Linked DNA regions of Mus musculus: region 1 is linked to region 2. The links are chromatin contacts, called in public promoter capture Hi-C maps. All regions are on one chromosome and are shown on one strand. The core of a region is the stretch at or near the end of the contact, and the rest is flanking DNA. Distances in the headings are between cores, read along the strand shown.

Region 1 (3,605 bases), core at 487-2,986, 330 kb after region 2:
GGACTCAGGCACAAAATAGAATGTGACGTTCTAAGCAGACCATTCATGTTAATAAGAGAAATTGTTCAAGAACGGATAGGAATTTACAATATAGCAATGTGGTAAGCATGCCTCACACCGCACAGGTGAACTTAATATGAAACTTGACATGGATTTCCAGTGACAGGAGCTGTTTCGCCACCATGTATTCTAGAATTTTTCTGCCAAGTGTACCATTTGTGAGCATGTTGACTGGATTCCCAGGAACTAGCCAGAAAAATATATACACCATCGGTGCCTATGTCAAAGCTTTGCCATCATTTTCAGACACACACCAGAAAAAAAAAAAAAAGGTAAAATGACCCGTGACCTGGTGTCTCTGCTTGTCAACCACAAGCGGCCTCTCTTGTCCATAGATGTAACCTAAGCTGGCCCAGATGGCCTGGCTCTGCTAATGCAGGGAAACTGGGTTTGTTTTCAGGGTGGGTGCTGCAAGCACCAGATGTATTTATAGAAGAGAACAAGTCTCCGATGGAATGAGATGACCGAAAGGAAGTTTCTTCCACGCAGGAGAGGCAGCTTGTGGAAAGGTCTAGATTCCACAGCTTGGTTCCAGTCCAGACTCTCCAACTACCAGTTATGAAAACTTAGTAAAGCCTTTTTTGGTCTTTACCGTTATAAAATTTAGACAACTGCGCTTGCCACAGATAGATAACAAATTGACAAATGAAAAGGCTGGGGTGGTGAAGGTTTTCAATAAACATCACCTCAACTTCCTGCTGTCCAGCCACAATTATGCCTCAAAAAAAAAAAAAATCAAACTGAGTTTTCCATGTTAAAGCTGGAAGGCATATGCTGATACGTAGGGAGGAAAAAATAAATAAAAAAATAAAAACGACTTGGGTGGAGGACTATATACTGAAGGACTTCGCCAAAAATGGAGCTAGAATATTGATAAAGGGGAAGGAAGATGGCATGGGAAAAGCATCAGGCGAATACCTCACGGGCAGAAACATCAACAAAGAGACTTTATGTAAGCACGAAACAAACTTCGGAAGCCACGGATATCCTGTGAACCTGCTCTATGGCCTCCATTCAAAAGGCAGCTTTTAGAGCTGTGCCAGAAGCGCGCCATCCACAGGCCGCCTGGTCCATCCCAGGCCCCACTATCCCGCAAACCTGTCCCCTAAGCCCGGGCTGCTCTCCAGCCTCCGAACCTCCAGATGGGATGGCCAGCCGAAAGCGTGCGGCTAGAGGGATTGAGATGGAAACCTGGGGATGGATGAAAGAATGGGGAGAGTGGGAAGGAACGCGAAAGTGAAGGGCTGCAGAGAGCAGGGCGAGGGGCGAGCGCCACAATGAAGGACGGGCGGAGACTGCGACAAGCAGGCTCGGGGTCCCGGGCGGGGGCTGCAGGCGAAACTGGGGCGTGGGAAGCCCGCAAGGGGCGCGGGATGGGGCGCAGGCGAATACTCAGGCGGGGAGGAGGCCGACGGCCCCCGCAGGTGCCACCGGGCGCGGGCTACTCACGGTATACAGCAGGTTGAGCGCGCACAGGCAGTTCTTGGAGCACGAGAAGCCCCCGCACACCATCGTGGCGCGTGGGCTAGCGGGTGCCTGCGGGTCGAGGCGTCTTCCGCCGGGCTGGGCGAGTAGCTTCTGGATCCTGGCCTCCTGAGCCTGTGGCCCGGGCTAGGCTCGGGGCTCGGGTTCGGGGTTCAGGATCAGGGCTGCAGTGCCGCGCCCGCAGCGGCTCCCACCCGCTCTGCAACCTGCGGCCGCAGCGGATCCGCCGATCGCGCGCCCCGCCCCGCCGCCTCGTCTCGCCCTGCACTCTGATTGGCCACTGCTAGGGAACAAAGGTAGAGATATGCAAATCAATGCGCTCTGGGGTCCGGGAGAGGCGGGGCAGCTCAGCGGAGGAGAAGGAGGAGGAGGAGGAGGGGGCCCCGAGACTGTCTGGAGGGAGCCGGCCTCTGGCTCACGAGACTGTGGCCTCTGTATAATTTCCCCCCTCCCAGGTGAACAGCAGAGGGCGGGGCTCCACGCTGGCAGGAGAAATGACAGCACCTCTCTCCATTCTTGCCCTGTGGGTGACGTGGCACCATTTTGAATGAGATGATAAAACAAATCGAAGCACCTGGCCTCGTTTGAATGAAAGAAAGACGACAAGAATGAAAGATTTACAGAGAACAGGGAAGGGGGCAATGAAAGGAAAAACATCAGTGAAAGACTAAAAAGAGCAAATAAAAACTAATTTCTCTCGACATAGGTAAGAAAGGTAACCTGTAATTGTGACAGATTTCAGATCAAGAGGACTTAATCTACAGGGATTTTTGAAATACTAATAAACCTTATGAATACATATGTGCAAAATAAATCAGGAGTCTTTATTCTTGTAGTGGGATCCTGGGTTTTAGGGGCCTATTTTTGCATAAATACAAGCTAGGAAGCCTTTCGATAACAGATTCAATTAATTTATCATCACTTTTGTTTGCTGCATCTTCATCCTGATTCCTAACCTCTAACTAGATTATTAGAAGTATATCATGCACTATTTGACAGACCCCCTTGCATAGAATAAAGTGTCCTATCAGATGCACCAGTGCGCCTGATGGTTTTAAGGCACTCACTACTGGGTTCCAACTGTTAAGCGGCAGTAAAGGCTTGGTATTTTCTATTTGGTATTTTCTATCAAAAGAAATTCTACCAATAGGTTTTATAAAGAGATTTTTAAGGGCCTTAAGAGTTGGCTCAGCTGTTATGGCACTTATTGCTTTTACAGAGGACCCCAACACCCAAATGGCACTCACAACACCTGTCTCTCCAGTCCTGGGGATCCAGTGCCCTCCTCTGACCTTAGTGGGCATCAAGCATGCACATGGTACACACATGCAGGCAAAACACTCGTAAAATAGTAAAATAGATCTTTTAAAAAGCGATTTTCAAATTTACTGTACATTTTGAGCCTAAAACTTCTCACGGTTAGGTGAATGTATGTCAAAAAACAAAAACAAAACAAAACAAAAAAAAAACCCAAAAAAAACAAACATAAAAATCATTGACTTAAACAAGTTAATTAAATACCTTCTCTTCAAATACTCCAGCCTATTTGTACTTCCTTTAGAACTCACCATGCAAATAAACACTCATGGATTTTACGTCTCTTGCAATCCTTATCAATCTTGTATGTATTCCCAGAAACATTTTTAAAAATTAGTATGGGAAATAACTCTGCACTCCAAACTATACTGCTCTACTTTTCTTTTTAAAATCCAGAATTTTAATACTTACATGGTGGTGCACGTCTTAAATTTCAGTACTCTGGAGGCAGAGGCAAGCAGATCTCTGTGAGTTTCAGGTCAGTCAACACTGCATAGGGAGACTCTGTTTTAAACTATATAAATAAAACTAAACTAAGCAGTTTACAAAGAAGTGTCAACAAGAAAATCTGAGACTCCAACACCAATATCCTATCCAAATAAAGCGTAAGCAGTTTTCAGGGTGGAAGTAACTACTTCAGTCTCAAGCTTTTCTTTTCTACATACTTCGTGTATTTTAAACATTCTGAAAGATTTGGGTGGGCAAGAGAATTGTATTTGGAAGTCAAGCTTGATAGCATATAG
Region 2 (3,746 bases), core at 1,096-3,595:
AAGCTTTACATTTTAAATGGAAACTTCATAGCTTGGGAATGCTTTTCAGAGGAGCCCTCTGTCAAGAGAGTTCTGCTGCAGATACCCTCTTGGGCATACATGTGTTGCCAAGAACAAACTTCCAGAGACAGAATAGAACAGGAAAGAACAGAAGTGCTAGGCAAAATCTCCAAGAATGTGCAGTGAGTAGTGTCTATAATTGAAGGGGAGAAAAGGGCAAGAGGGGGTAGACTCAGAGCTTTCCACCAAACCTAGACCATTTGAGTGTTTATGTGCATATGTGTTTATAGGCAAAGCTACTTTTACAACTGCTGAGTCCATAACATTAGTTTTTCATGGTGAAATCAAATCTATGATCTTAATTTTTCTCAATTGAGCAAATGTTCTTACATTTTTATCGTAAAAATCTCTACCTTACACAAATAGATTCAAGTACTCAAATAGCTTACTGTGTAGACAGTATAAAGCAGAAAAAGGAAAAACACTCTCAAATAGTTAATAGCTATCTTTGTTGCATTAAGAAAGCCTATAAATTTATTTGAATACGTGGTTTAAGGTTAAGGATTCTCCTCAGGCCACCCACAAAACATTTGTTTGACTGCTATGCTCTTTCCCTATCCTTTCGTCCCTTTGGCCCCAAGGCTGACAAGCCACCCCCCGGGGCCTCCCATTTGTTCTCAGCTCCTCCACAGTATCCAGTCTGGGATGCTGGAGAGTGAGAGCCTGTTATCTAGGACTGCCCCTTGTCCACCCTCCACCCCCAACCCCCACCCTTCGGTGAGCTGGGATTTCATGGCTTCCCACAGCCAGACACCTACCCTGGGCCACGTGGAAAGCATGCGGCAGTCCTTCTGCATCCACCTGCCCAGAGCACCAGAACTCTGGTGGGACTCGGAGTTCCCCCCACTCCCTTTACTCTCCCACACTCATGGCCCCGCATGTCATGTGCATGGATATATAAGAACTGTAAAAGGCACACTTAAATTACTTCATAATGTATAATCACAGAGAAGTATGATACTTTCTTCATATGCTAAACAGTAAAATGCTGTTTTGTTTTTTATTGAGACATGGATGCTTTTATAACTCAATAACTCTCCCATAAAATTAGCGGTTACAGATGTGGTTATAGTCACCCAGATAAACGCCTTTCTACACACCTGTACCACATGAGACTACTAACTCTCCAGAAGTGAAAAGAACAGAAACCAGTCCTCACAATGCAAATGAATAGCAGTTTGTCTTAATTTGAGATTTCTGGGTTACTGGAGCATGTTTTTCCAGGAATAAAACTCTATAACATATAAAATCAAGGACTCCTGGATAATGTTTTAAAATGGACGTCAATAAAGACTGTTGGATTTTGTTTGTCTGCCAAGAAGACAGTGTGACACAGTGGAAAGAGAGTTAAACATGGGTTCTGAAGTCCTGACTGCTTGGTCTGTGTCAGGCAGGTACTTTCCATGTACTTACACACACTAGCTGGGCTCTTTTACACACAACAGGCTCATGGAAATAGTGTTCTTTCTTTGTAGAATTATTGTAAAGTCAATGCAATCAGCCACGTTGTGATTCCTAGTTGAATTCTATTGTCTCCCAGCTTGAGTCTGAGGATGCATTACACGTTTAGGGACACATCCGGACAGACCCGCTGGAAGCGTGCTGGCAAAGGTACTGGGACGTCCACAGTGTTCTCTTTGAAATAGAAAGCAGCTTGGAAAGCTGAAGTAGCCATCACTCCATGGCTCCTGGAGGGATGAGAGAAGCTGCCATCTCTCCCTGGAAGTTGTCTGCTAGGTTCCATCATCTGGAACATGTGTGCAAAGTATCACGACAGAAAGTGGAGCACTGCTTTTCTGATGGTCCTCAAACTTGTGTTTCACACGGGCAATGTTAGTACATGAAGACTTCACTCCTCCTGTTGTTGCGAAAGTTGAATGACTCCTGTGGACATCAAGGGACCCAGCAGGTTCTGGGTAGGAAGTTGACATATTAGCATGCTGTGGGCATTCTGGGGAGTAGGGATTCCAGAGTAGTCAGCAGGAACTGAAAGATACCGGATCTTATGTGACTGAAAGTGGGAAGACCACGTTGATCATTGCCATTGCGTGATGACACCTGTGTCTGTGTGCCGGTGATGCATAGAAAACACAAAAGCACTTGCCTATGTCATATGACCAGTCAATTTACGTTTACTCAAGAAAGTCATTTTTTTACTCTTGAGAACTAAAAACTTCTGTGAAATAGGATGTGAAATTCAAATGATGTTGCCACATGGGCCCTTTTTCCTTTTCTCAAACATAAAAAGGGATGTGAAAAACTTCTCTGAAACACATGCTCAACATACCATGAGGGTTTTTTAAAACAGTAGAAATACTTCCTCTCCTCACTGAGTCTCTGAGCCTGACACAGGCCTGCCATGATATATAAGTGCAATATTAACTTTTAAAATTGACGCACAGGCATGTCTCCAAGACTCTTAGAGGCAGATTTGAAAAATAATTTCCAACTGTTTCTTTCTGGTTTTGTTTTCTTCTTCTGTGACAGTGTAGTATGAGTCCCTTGAGTTCAACCATCCCTGCTCCTCCCACTTACCTAGTTATGAGACTGCACTGTTTTACTTATCTGTAACATGTTACAGGATGAAGTTAGATAACCTGTAAGTAAGTGCCACCAAGCAAAACACCTCTGGCATTATCAGGAGATTGATAGCTTTCCAGCCTCTGGGTCCCATGCCTCAACACCTTTCAAATACACCTTTCTATTCCCGGTATCCAAAGTCAGGATGGCAAGCCAATTAAGGAACCCCTTTTTGGTCTTCCCTCTGCTCTAGCAAGTTATTCTAGGGCCTGTTTTCTTGCCTATAAAAGGGGGGTTATGGTACCTCTTAAAGTTATTTTCATGGAAGTTAAATGGTTTAAGTACAAGAATGCTCAAAAGAGTAACTGCTTTGCACTGAAAGTGTAAGCACTTAATCACGATTCTCTACGTGGGAACGTCTTCTCAGTCCTGGATCTGCAGGACACAGGAACAGTACCTGGGACACGTAAGTACAAAGCAAATATTTGTAAGGAATGATTAAGTGCAGAAGCATGCTGTTTCCCTTTGCTTGACCTAAATGATCCCTTTAGAGACTGTGGGACCTGTGTGGGTGTACACAGGACAAGTGTTTAGAAACTACTCTCAATGGAAATCAAGAAACTTCCCCTGGCTTCTCGTAACCCACACTGTATTTTCCATGACCCATTATCACATGCTTTCACAGTGAATATAACCTGCCCCATCTTGTACCAGGTACAGATCTTAACTAGATTCTTGAACGCTTGTGTGCATGCCAGCACGCCTCTGTGCTGCCTCTGTCCAGGCTGCTGGGAGTGTAGTGTCACTCCTATAGCCCTGCATCAGGATGCAACAAATAGGTCTCTGGAGTGCCTCATTTTCCACAGATCTTGTGAGTAGATAACTGTATCAGAATGATTTGTCTTTTATAGACACCGTTCAATATTTTCCTTTCCCCTAACAATATTTTAAGTGGCAGAGTTAAGTTAAGTGCTACTAGAGTGTGATACATGTCCTGATGACACTCTTGGTGACCTGGAAGTCATTCTAACAGTTTTCAGTGCACAATTGTACATAATGCATTGGGTAGCTCAGGCTCAGTGTGATTATCCTACTGTGAAATCAAAAGTGGCCTCAACATATTCTCTCTGTGTTGCTCTTAACTTTCTCCCATGAAGCTCTACATG

What was found. Promoter capture Hi-C pulls out the DNA fragments that hold promoters and counts their contacts.
Region 1: a promoter capture Hi-C map of neutrophils shows a contact between it and region 2, with 2.9 times the contacts expected there. The contact joins the promoter of Tspan13 here to the enhancer-like site in region 2. A contact is called at or near these places in 4 of 39 promoter capture datasets (liver, neutrophils and pre-B cells) and 1 of 115 datasets of contacts at active chromatin or transcription factors (bone marrow-derived macrophages).

What each region holds. Positions count from the first base shown.
Region 1 is chr12:36,040,742-36,044,346 of GRCm38.p6, forward strand. It overlaps Tspan13 (tetraspanin 13), which reads right to left and starts at 1,737. Exons shown (of 6, transcript NM_025359.3): 1 at 1,510-1,737. The coding sequence starts at 1,572.
Region 2 is chr12:35,709,651-35,713,396 of GRCm38.p6, forward strand. No RefSeq gene overlaps it. Among named protein-coding and RNA genes, the nearest start is that of 9130015A21Rik, 16 kb to the left of the region's middle. Within about 2 kb of position 2,346, at least 78 of the 459 cell types and tissues checked have an H3K27ac peak or open chromatin away from gene starts, as enhancers often do. A contact at or near this core is called in bone marrow-derived macrophages and neutrophils, where this site is marked.